2 separate regions of the Pan troglodytes genome follow, and region 1 is linked to region 2. The links are chromatin contacts, called in public Hi-C maps. All regions are on one chromosome and are shown on one strand. Each heading gives the region's core, a stretch centred on a gene start, on an enhancer-like site or on the middle of the called end of the contact. The rest is flanking DNA. Distances are from core to core; before and after follow the strand shown.

The links. Hi-C and Micro-C count contacts between places; a contact is called where the count stands out from the background.
Region 1: a contact with region 2 is called in a Hi-C map of induced pluripotent stem cells, with 1.7 times the contacts expected there. The contact joins the promoter of TPBGL here to the enhancer-like site in region 2. A contact is called at or near these places in 2 of 7 Hi-C or Micro-C datasets (induced pluripotent stem cells and stem cell-derived neural progenitor cells) and 1 of 1 datasets of contacts at active chromatin or transcription factors (stem cell-derived excitatory neurons).

The regions. Positions count from the first base shown.
Region 1 is chr9:77,264,066-77,269,846 of NHGRI_mPanTro3-v2.0_pri, forward strand. It overlaps TPBGL (trophoblast glycoprotein like), which reads left to right and starts at 2,319. Exons shown (of 1, transcript XM_522111.8): 1 at 2,319-5,093. The coding sequence starts at 2,452. The coding sequence ends at 3,600.
Region 2 is chr9:77,227,423-77,232,879 of NHGRI_mPanTro3-v2.0_pri, forward strand. SLCO2B1 (solute carrier organic anion transporter family member 2B1) reads left to right here. Exons shown (of 14, transcript XM_016921614.4): 12 at 1,218-1,282; 13 at 1,624-1,744; 14 at 2,717-4,717. The coding sequence ends at 2,897. Among named protein-coding and RNA genes, the nearest start is that of TPBGL, 36 kb to the right of the region's middle. Within about 2 kb of position 3,434, at least 1 of the 24 cell types and tissues checked has an H3K27ac peak or open chromatin away from gene starts, as enhancers often do. A contact at or near this core is called in induced pluripotent stem cells, where this site is marked.

The sequences.
Region 1 (5,781 bases), core at 1,069-3,568, 36 kb after region 2:
CTCTGAAACCTTGACAGGGGCCGTGGGGCCCCTCTGGCCTATTTCCCCATTTGTGCAAAACAGAGGACATTTGCCTTATTCTCTGGCACCTGATGATTCTAAATTCTCTCCAGGCCTCATTTCCCCAAATGAGGTGTTGAGCACCCCCCCAATCAAGGCTGCCTGTGGTCCTGCAGCTCCTTTCCTGGGGGGCAGCAGGGGAGGGGGGCATCAGCCAATCTGAGGCCAGCCACCACGGGGGCCTGGGGAAGGAGTTCCAGCCTTGGTAGTGGTCTGATTCCTCAGGGACTGGACGCAGACAAGGAAACACAGACTTCTGTTCATTCAGTCTGTCATTTGCACCACACACTCTGCTGAGATAGTCTCTATACTGGAAACACAAAAGTGAAAACGACCTAGTGCCTCCTACCAGGGGAGATGTCAGAGCTGGGGCATGTTGCTGTGTGGGCCGGGGTTTAGGGGAGTGCTATAGCTGGGGGCCCAGCTCCAGTGGCATCTACTTGAGCACGTGTGCCCATGTGAGAAAAGACATCACCAGCCTGTTACCTCCACAGACCAAGGGCATGGTGCAGGGCAGGAGGAGTAGGGTCTGACTGTGCTAGCCAATCTCTGGGTCCCTGTGCTTGGCATGGCTTAAGCATGGGCCTGTAAGCTTGCCCTCTGAGAATGTACCCACGAACCTGCATGGGCTCAGAAGTGTGCATATTCAAATATGTATGTCTTTATGAATTTATGGACACATGCCAGGACGCACTCAAACCTACGATCCTATGTCCACATATGAATGAGTCTGCATGGACTTGCATGAGACACATCTGAGCTCTCATACCTGGGAGAGTTAAGACAGGGGGTAGGGAAGAGAGAGGGGCTTGGAGGAGGGGAGAGCTGGGAGACCCCCATCATCACCAGCTCTGTTCCTTAATGTTGGTCCTTGCCCAAGACCCAGGCCACTGCAGGGTCTGCCTCTTCTCCTTAAGTGGTATTGATCCTTTGGTCGATCTGTTAAATATAACCTCAGGGAAGGAGTCAACATAACAACCGTACCCAATTCAGGAGAAAGAGACTGATTCTTGGGAGGAGGGGGGGAGCCTCTATTCCAACCAGCTCTGCTGATACCCGAATGGCCTGCGGATCAAGTGTCAGCCTCTCCAGCCTGAATAATTCATGCTAAGGCCAGGAATCCTCCCTTCTCAGGAGCCTGTCTCTTTAAATCAGGTTTAGAGCTTCCCAGTTCTGGGGGGGAAAAAAATCCAGAACAAAACAAATCTGTAAACAGCTCAGCCCCCCACCCCGCTCAGCCCTGGCCCCTTCTGAGACCCCCAACTCCATGCTGCAAAATCTGCTCCTGCTCTCCCAACCTCTGGTGCCCCAAACCCCACTCACAGGCGGAGAAGCCTGGAGGGACTAGTTGACAGTGTCCAACGGAACCCCAGGAGTCTTAAGAGGTTTGGGGGCAGGGAGTGAAAGCAAAGAGCAGAATCACTACACCCCCGGGTCTCTGTGCCTAGGACAGTGCTTGGCAGAGAAGCCCAGCTCGGTGGAGGAAACCACATGGGGGAACTCCTGGCAGAGGCAGAGCAGCCAGAGTTGGTGGGTGGGAGGGGAGCGGGTGCCACAGACTTCTCCTGAGAATGGGATGGGATGGGATGGAGAAAAAGCTGGTCCCATAGGACCTGCAGGGGTGGTGACACAGCCAGGTCTAATGGAACTAGGGTCGCAGAGGAGGAAGCAGAGACTGGGGATTTTCCAGTCTCTCTGCCTTAGGAAGAGGCCGGAAAATGAGTAACTTTCTCAGTCCACCCCTCATCCCTTCCTCCGGTAGTAGGAGCAGCTCTAAAGTCCTCCCCAACCCCCGAATTCTCCTTGGTGGTGACCCACCTGCCTGCTCTCCGCAGTCGGGCCCCGCCCCACACGTGCTGGAGAAGGAGGAGGAAGGACCCAGCTTAAATGTTGGGGGTGGAGGAGGAGGAAAACCAAGTCGGAGCCTCCAGGAGCCAAACTTCTCGGCAGCCCGGAGGGGCGGGGGCGGAGAGGATGAAGAGAAAGCGCAGCAGCCGACAGCCCTGATTCTCGGGAGCCTCCCACCCCGCCTCCCACGGCGAGGAGGGCGCGGAGACTCCGCTGGGGGCGGAGGACGAGACCGGGAGGCGGGGAGGGGGGAGGCAAACCCTGCCCACTCGGCTCGGAGCCCGGAGCGGCCGCGGAAGCCGGAGGCCGGCGCGCAGGGCGAGGGCACCGGGGGCGGGGGGCTCCGCTCCCCGTCTGACCCCTCTCGCCCCCGGCCAGTCAGCCAGTAAGTGCGGCTCCTCAGACTTTCGAGACAGCGAACGGACCGACCGGGACTGCCAGCCGCTCCGGGTCAAGGACTCGCCCCACCCGTGCCCCCCACCAGGCGCTCCCAACTCACTGGTGAGCGCGGCGGCCCGGGCGCTGGATGCGGGGGCGGCCGCGATGGCCCCGCGCGCGGGACAGCCGGGGCTCCAGGGGCTGCTGCTCGTGGCGGCAGCGCTGAGCCAGCCCGCGGCACCCTGCCCCTTCCAGTGCTACTGCTTCGGCGGCCCCAAGCTGCTGCTGCGCTGCGCGTCGGGAGCCGAGCTCCGCCAGCCTCCGCGGGACGTGCCGCCCGACGCGCGCAACCTCACCATCGTAGGCGCCAACCTGACGGTGCTGCGCGCGGCCGCCTTCGCCGGCGGGGACGGGGACGGCGACCAGGCGGCGGGCGTGCGCCTGCCGCTCCTCAGCGCGCTGCGCCTCACGCACAACCACATCGAGGTGGTGGAGGACGGCGCCTTCGACGGGCTGCCCAGCCTGGCGGCGCTCGACCTCAGCCACAACCCGCTGCGCGCCCTGGGCGGCGGCGCCTTCCGCGGGCTGCCCGCGCTGCGCTCGCTGCAGCTCAACCACGCGCTGGTGCGCGGCGGCCCCGCGCTGCTGGCCGCGCTGGACGCTGCGCTGGCACCGCTGGCCGAGCTTCGCCTGCTGGGCCTAGCGGGCAACGCGCTGAGCCGTCTGCCGCCAGCCGCCCTGCGCCTGGCGCGCCTGGAGCAGCTGGACGTGCGCCTCAACGCGCTGGCCGGCCTGGACCCCGACGAGCTGCGCGCGCTGGAGCGCGATGGCGGCCTCCCCGGGCCGCGCCTGCTGCTCGCCGACAACCCCCTGCGCTGCGGCTGTGCCGCACGCCCCCTGCTGGCCTGGCTGCGCAACGCCACGGAGCGCGTGCCCGACTCGCGGCGCCTGCGCTGCGCCGCCCCGCGGGCGCTGCTAGACCGGCCGCTGCTGGACCTGGACGGGGCGCGGCTTCGCTGCGCGGACAGCGACGCCGACGCTCGCGGAGAGGAGGCGGAGGCCGCCGGCCCGGAGCTGGAAGCCTCCTACGTGTTCTTCGGGCTGGTGCTGGCGCTCATCGGCCTCATCTTCCTCATGGTGCTCTACCTAAACCGCCGCGGCATCCAGCGCTGGATGCGCAACCTGCGCGAGGCGTGCCGGGACCAGATGGAGGGCTACCACTACCGCTACGAGCAGGACGCCGACCCGCGCCGCGCGCCCGCGCCCGCCGCGCCCGCGGGCTCCCGCGCCACCTCCCCGGGCTCGGGGCTCTGAGCGGCGCCCCCGGGCTCGGGGCTTCCCTTGCCTGGCCCGAAGCCGTGGAGATGAGACACCCGCGAGCCCTGAGCTCTGAGACCTTCCCCTGACTCGGAGGCGCTAAGCCGTACCCTCTCGTTCCCGCCTCCGAGAGCTCCCACCGTCAAAGACCCAGAGATAGCCGGTCCGAATCCAGAAACCCCGCCTGCCCACCCTAGTTTCCGAAACCTCCCTCCTGAACCACTGAAAGTCCGTTCCCCGTCTCGGAGCTCACACAGAATCTGTCCTTCAAGGCCAAAGCTCTGAGACTTGCCCCCAGCACCCTGTGCTTGGAGCTCCGACACCCGAGACTGCACTGACCTCCCTCGCCAGCTCGGAGCCCTCAGTCCCCTCCGGGGCTTGAGGGCCCTTCCATCCCATTCTGGACTCGAAGCACAGCACCCCCATCAGAATGGTTTTGTGGATTTTGAGCCCTTTGTCCCATCCCAGAGCTCAGAGCCCTCCATCCTGCTTGGAGGCCCAACCCTGGGGCTCTGAGGATTGGGCACCCTCCCCTCATCTAAGAATATATTTCATACCCCTGCCCCCCCTTCACCCACCCCCGCCTCTGGCTCAGGCCCTTCCCTTCCTCGGCTCAGGCATGGGGCTCAGCTCCTAGTCTGTCCCTCCCATCCCAGGGACAAGCACAGCCCATCTAGCCTTAGTGTGGAGCCAACTCTCAGCCTTTCCCACCAGGGCGCTGACCTCCCGATACTCAGTGCTGGTCCCCAGTCTCAGACTCTCAGCTCTTCACCCCGATCTGACTTTCGTCCTCCTGCCCAAGCCTTAGGCTCTTGACCCCCCCCATACCCAATGCTGGCACTCAGCACCCACCCCTGCCATTCACTAGTCAAGGTCCAGTGAGGAATCCGTCCCTGGGATGTCCTCATCCCCTTTTCCTCCCAGGACGAGCTCTTCAGTCCTGCCGGATAGGTGCAGGTGCCATGCACCCCTAGTGCATACTGGCAGATCCTTGTAGGGAAGGAGAGAGTCTTGGGTGTGTGAAAGGGATAGTGGGGCATCGTGGCCTCAGAGAGGGGCAGGAAGTGGGGTCTGAAGGGCTGGAAGTTGCTGCCCTTCGATTTCTCTATGCTCTCTCCCACCCCTGTGGCTCTTCGCCCTTGGGGATTCCTTGCCACCACCGCTACCACCACCACCTCACCCCGTGTATCTTCTGAAAGAGAAGTAGGTCTTTCCTCCTGCCTCAGGCACAAGCCCTCCTGGTTCAGGGTCAGAAGCTCAGCACCTTGCCTTCTCCATGATCCCAAAGCACAATTGGTGAGTGGGGGAGAGGACCCCCTCTCCCTGACTCCCCACCCTCTAGATCAGGCAGAATGGCTGGCCTGTGCTGCGTCTGCACACAGGAAGTCACCTTCCTTTAATATATTGGCTTGAAGCCTGCCTGCCCTCCCCATACCCAGAAAATCTGGATCTCCCTTGAGCAGTTTTCTATAAAGTCTGCAATAATCTCAGATACTCTACTCTTGTTAGTGGTGCTGTATCATTCCTGCTGACCTTGGAGTATTGATGGGGGTGGGAGGGGACTCTTGGGAGGGCATTTTGGACCTCTTTTTGGTGGGGCAGTGACCCTTGATGCGTTCTCCCAGACTGTGGGAGAAGAAATGGGTTCTGATTGCACATAGCAGGATTAAGGTTAGATACATGGAGGGACTTCCCATTGGGATGACATTGTTCCCCAAGCCAGCCTGCTTTCTATCATCGGAGGAGGGGTTATGCACAGCCAAAGTGGGATTCGACACTTCCTCTACATCCTCTTCCCTCCCGTTCCTCATTTTCAGGATGGGGATGGAGTTAGACTAAGAAACATTAGCCTCAGCCAAGACCATCCGGGAGGAAATCCAGCTACAGAGAATGAGGAGTTAATTCAGACAGGAAAGAGGGATTGTTTGCTGCTTTGGGATCATCCCCTCTAATGAATTATTATCTGATACTCCTTTATGTCCTGTGTCACTTCACACTCTCCTGGCCAGAGGGTAAGACCTGCGTGTTGGGTATGTGAGAGGCTGCGTGTGGGGAGTGTGGATGAAATGACTCCTTGAGATATGTGAAGCCAGGGGACCGGAGGGCCAGGAGGGCCTCCAGGTCCCCAGGCTGGATTGTTTTGCATTCAGGGTCACAGAGCCCTAGAACCATAGGGCA
Region 2 (5,457 bases), core at 2,184-4,683:
GATATTACAAAGGATACAGATGAAGTGATGCATACGGCGAGGTATGGGGGAGGAGCTTTCATGCCCTCCCTGGCTGCATCCTGCAGGGACCTCCATGTGTTCAGCTATCCGGAAGCTCTCCAAAGCTTCATTATGTAGGCATGATTGATTAAATCACTGGATATTGGCAGTCACCTTAACCTCCAGCCCCTCTCCCCTTGCTGGAGGTTGGGGCTGAAAGTCCCAACCCTCTAATCCTGCCTTGGTCCCTCTGGTGACCAAGCCCCAGCCTGAAGCTACCTAGGGGCTGCTCACCATCAATCAACTCATTAGCATACAAAAAGACACTTTTCACTTTGAACATTCCAAGAATTTTAGGAGTGTATGCCGGGAAGACCAAATACACATCTCACAATATCACAGGGACCTCAGAGCAAGATAATTTCCATTTACCTTCTCCTGGGATTATTTTATTCACTATCTACTTTCTAGGAAATTAGAAGGGAAATGGAGCCTCTTGCAAATACCAGAAGACATGTAGATCTAGAACACAAGCTGGCCTGGGAGAGAAAATAGAGGAATCAGATGCCCAACAGGCAGCCTGACTAAAAGGAGTTCAGAACACAGCCTCAGGGCTGCGTGGATACAGGCCCTGACCGCAGTCAGCCATGAGATCTTGGCCAAGTTATTGAATCTGTCTAAATGTCAGTCTCCTTATCTGTAAAATGGGGCTAATGTACACCTCGCTCATAGGAGTGATGTGGGGTTGCAGGGCAGAGTTACTGAGCCAGTAGTAAGCGCTCCATAAATGCCGGCCACTGGTGTTGTCTGGCAGGAGCCAGAGGATGGCAGGCTGTGGCGTTACAGTGGTTGGGGATGCTGGGGAAGTGTCTGACTGTCCCAGCTCCAGGTCTTGCCAACTGTAGGAGTAAGGGGAGAATTTGATGGGACCAGTGGGTGGAGGAAGAGGAGTGATGTCTGTGACCAGAAACATACAGGGGTCAGCACAGGACCCTGATGGTCAGTGGGTGTGTTGTCTTGTATATGGGACCAGGCTCTGCAGGTTGAAAAAGGATGGGGTACGTCCCTGAGCCCCCAGCCTAGATCATCAGATGGGAGGGAGGCTGGCTCTGGGTGGTGGGAGAGAAGGGCATAATAAGAACCCTTCAACGTTGATGCATGGCCCTTGGGGGCTGGAACCCCTCCAACCTCATGTTGCCCATGTCTCTGCTTGTTAGAGGAGTGAAGAAAGAAGACAAGACTTTGGCTGTGGGCATCCAGTTCATGTTCCTGAGGATTTTGGGTAAAGATCTTGCTTGGGACCATTGGTGGTGGTGATGGGGTCCAGATGCCCACTGTGTGCCAGGCCTGGGGCACAGGCATGAGCGGAACTCAATCCCTGATCTTAGGGCTCACAAGCTCATGGGGTGACAGACCTGGCCCAGCTCTCCTAGAGCGGGGTATAGAGGCAGAGTCTAGACAGCCCGTCAGGAAGCCACCTCGGATGCAGGGGTGGGGCGGGCTTGAGGGCCAGACAGCCAAGAGGCCCCAGTAACCCAGAGCCCCTGAGGGGTTGTACATGCCAGGGAGGGGGCAGGGTAGGACGGTGGGCCTTCATTGTCCCCTGAGCACCACCTCCCTCAGCCTGGATGCCCAGCCCCGTGATCCACGGCAGCGCCATCGACACCACCTGTGTGCACTGGGCCCTGAGCTGTGGGCGTCGAGCTGTCTGTCGCTACTACAATAATGACCTGCTCCGAAACCGGTGAGACCTGGTTTGATGGCTTGTGGGAAGGGTGCTGGAAATACTCTCAGAGTCCCAGGCAGGATACCAGCAGGGAGGGGAGGTTTCATTTAAGTCTACCTGCTAGGTGACAGGTGTAATTATATATTCAGTGCTGAGCTCACCAGTCCTTCAAGCTAAACACTGCCCCCATCCTTTTATAGATGAGGAAAGTGACAGTTAAAGCAAGTAGCCCAAGGTCACACAGCTAATAACTTGCAGAGCTGGGCCTTGACCACAGAGTCTATGCAGGAACTTGGGGAGAAACAGAGGAGCAGCCATGCTGCGAGAGGGACTTGGGGTGAAGGGCTGGGGAGAAAGCCCTGTCTAGGACACAGGAGGCCTGGGTTTCAGGCCCAGCTCTGTCTTCCTCATCATGGGACTTATCTTGTCTGGGGCTCAGTCTTCCCATCTGTACAAAGGGGAACTCAAAGGAACCTGAAGGCACAGAGGCGGCTGGCCTGGGATGGATGTGGAGAGGACTTGCTAGCAGGGCTGGGGACAGGGAGCTGGTCACTTTCAGCTCTGAGGAGGTGAGGAGGGCACAGTTCCTGTGGGCTGGGACTGTCCACAGGGGGCTTCCTAGAAAAGGAAAAGTCAAACAAGGGCTTTGATAGTTAAACAGGGGAGAGGGAATCCGTTTGTTCTTGTGGCAGGTGGTGCAATATAAAATTGCACTTGTCAGGCCCCCTGAGCCCTTGGGCTCGGAGAGAGGCAGGGCCAGCCCAGGCCACAGAGCAGAGTCCAGGACAGGGCGATGAAGATGGCCAGGCCTCTGCTCCCACCCAGGGCTCCTCTGCAGAGCCTCTCCCCCTCCTCCAGGGAAGAGCCACAGCAGAGGTCAATGTCTCCCTGAGGCCTCAGTATCTCTGATTTCACAATGAGTGATGACTGCTGACGTTCATGCCCTGGCCTGGCAGCTCTTGAGTTCAAGGGTCCCCATTCTTTCCCCAGGTTCATCGGCCTCCAGTTCTTCTTCAAAACAGGTTCTGTGATCTGCTTTGCCTTAGTTTTGGCTGTCCTGAGGCAGCAGGACAAAGAGGCAAGGACCAAGGAGAGCAGATCCAGCCCTGCTGTAGAGCAGCAATTGCTAGTGTCGGGGCCAGGGAAGAAGCCAGAGGATTCCCGAGTGTGAGCTGTCTTGGGGCCCCACCTGGCCAAGAGTAGCAGCCACAGCAGTACCTCCTCTGAGTCCTTTGCCCAAGATTGAGTGTCAAGAGCCCTGTGTTCCATTCTGGCTCCTCCACTAAATTGCTGTGTGACTTCAGGCAAGACATTGATCCTCTCTCAGCCTTTGCTTGCTAGTCTGAACCAAAGAGTTGTTTGGGCATTTGCTGTGTTGGCCATTTCTGGAGCAAGAGGGTCTTCTTCCTCCTTCCCCCAGCCAGCCAGCTGTCCTGGAGCCAGGCTTTCCTGGGTGGAAAGAAGTATACCTTTCCCTGGGGCCCTAGGATAGCAAAGTGAGCCATAGTGGGCCAGGCTGCCCTCCATGCTGGGCCCCAGCCCAGGTCTGCACTCGCCTGGATCACCCTCTTTGAGCCTTAGCCATCTCCTGTCAGGTGGGAATGAACTTGCCAGCCTTCAGGCTCGTTCAGCTGTGACCATCTGTGCGGTCAGGGTACATTCAGATCTCCTCCCCAACTCCAACAGCCTTTAAGAAGTGTCCCTTTGGCGCCCCCTGGAGGCAGAGCACTGAGCTGGACCCTGGGTAGACTCCCACAGGGAGAACGGAGCTGGCCTCAGGAGTGGGACACCCAGACTTGGCAGGGCCTTCAAGAGGCCTGTGTGGGGGCCCCAGGAAACCTTAGCTGAAGCAGGGAGACTCACTCTCCATCTCAGGAAATTCTAGCCCTTGCCCTCAGGGAGCCACGGTTGAGGGTGAGGCCCAACACCTGCCTTAGGGCCCTGGGTGGGCAAGTCCGGGCCCTGGGGTAGGGAGGGAGACTCAGGCCCACACTTGGGTATTTTCTAATTTCAGACAAACACACACTCAGCGCGCACTCACTGATTCCTACACATTGCCAAGATTTCACACATGTGACCAGGGGCCACGAAAGTCCCTGTGACCTTTGTGACTAGGATCCTAATTTCTCTATTTTCTCTTGGGTGCCTGGGTCTGTGTCACCTGGGGCAGTGTGGATAATGTTTAGTTCTGTGACACTGTTTTTTGGGGGTGGCACCTGGTTCTCCGATGCCTGGGCTGGCATCAGGCCCAGGACTGTAGTGCTGGGAGCAGTAAAGCTCAGCTCTGTGTAATGAGTGATGCTATGGCTTGCTCGGGTCTTATGATCCAATCCTTTTCTACATCAGGCCTTGTTTTGTTTTATGGCTAGTCTTATCTGGCCTGGTTATTTCCCTGCGGGGAGGAGAGGGTTTGCTAATCTGCTCCCAGCCCAACCTATTACCACCCCACCTCGCTGGGACCTGCTGCTCGGGAGGCAGCAGACAGGGAGCCACCAGCAGTGGCTTCCTGGCCCTGTGCTGGGGGTGGGGGGAAGCTGGGGGCACATGTGGCCCTTGCCTTCTGAGCAGCTCCCAGTGCCAGGGCTTTGAGACTTTCCCACATGATAAAAGAAAAGGGAGGTACAGAAGTTCCAATTCCCTTTTTATTTTGCTGGTTGGTATCTGTAAATGTTTAATAAATATCTGAGCATGTATCTATCAATGCCAAGAATTTCAAAGTCTCCTTCAACAATATGAGGCTTTTAGGATGTTTATATTCCTTCATCCCTCTTGTTTCCCAGGTTTTGCAGGGAAAAAAAGTCTGGAATTATAGATACGGCTTACTATTAAATTTGTTCTTGCATAATGTCTCTTCTATTACAAAAATTCTTTCTTTATAAACTGCATTAGAGGTTTGCAACAACCACATCATTTCCATTAACTTAGATTTAAGTTTTACTGGATTCATTGCTCACCATTATCGCTTGTATATTACATCTTTTCCAATCTTTATATTCTGGTCTAATTTTTGTTTGAGTGTCTTCGTCTACTAATGGTTTCAAAAATGGAATAAGGTCATGAGGATTTCTGAATCCTCACCTGTCCGAATTGTCATTCACATTTTATAGAAGAGGAAACTGGCTCAGAAAGCACAAGTGACTTCCCCAAGATCACACAGAAAATAAATGATGGAGCCAAGGTTGGATGTGTAGACCTTGTGGGAACTGAAGCTTTTATAATTTGAGGAGCCCTCTTTAAGAAAAATATACAAAATTATGAATATAAAATTAGGTACAAGGTACCTATATTTACCTATAATGAGAAAAGAAATCAAAACAGATACATCACACAATCCCCCCAAAATGCGTAATACTTTTATTAACTGCCCTGCTTAACCTCTGAGACACATTTTCTCCCCCTGATGATTAGAAGAATTTTCCACAGACTAGCTTCTGGCTCTGTACATTTCAAACCTGGTTTCTCCTGTTTCTTGTCTACTGCCCATATACTTCCTGGGCTGGGTGCCATGACACACATTCATATCACGATATGACCTCTGCATATGGCAACTTAGTATCACCATGCCAAGTGAGCTGGGCAGTGGGTAGAATTCCTAGAAGCTATTCTCTACACAGAGATTACTAGCAATGATTTATCTATACACAGAGAACCACATAAATATTAATATATCCTCTGTTTCAGAAAACCACATAAACATATCCCAGTGAACCCAACTCAAATCAGTCCCCCAC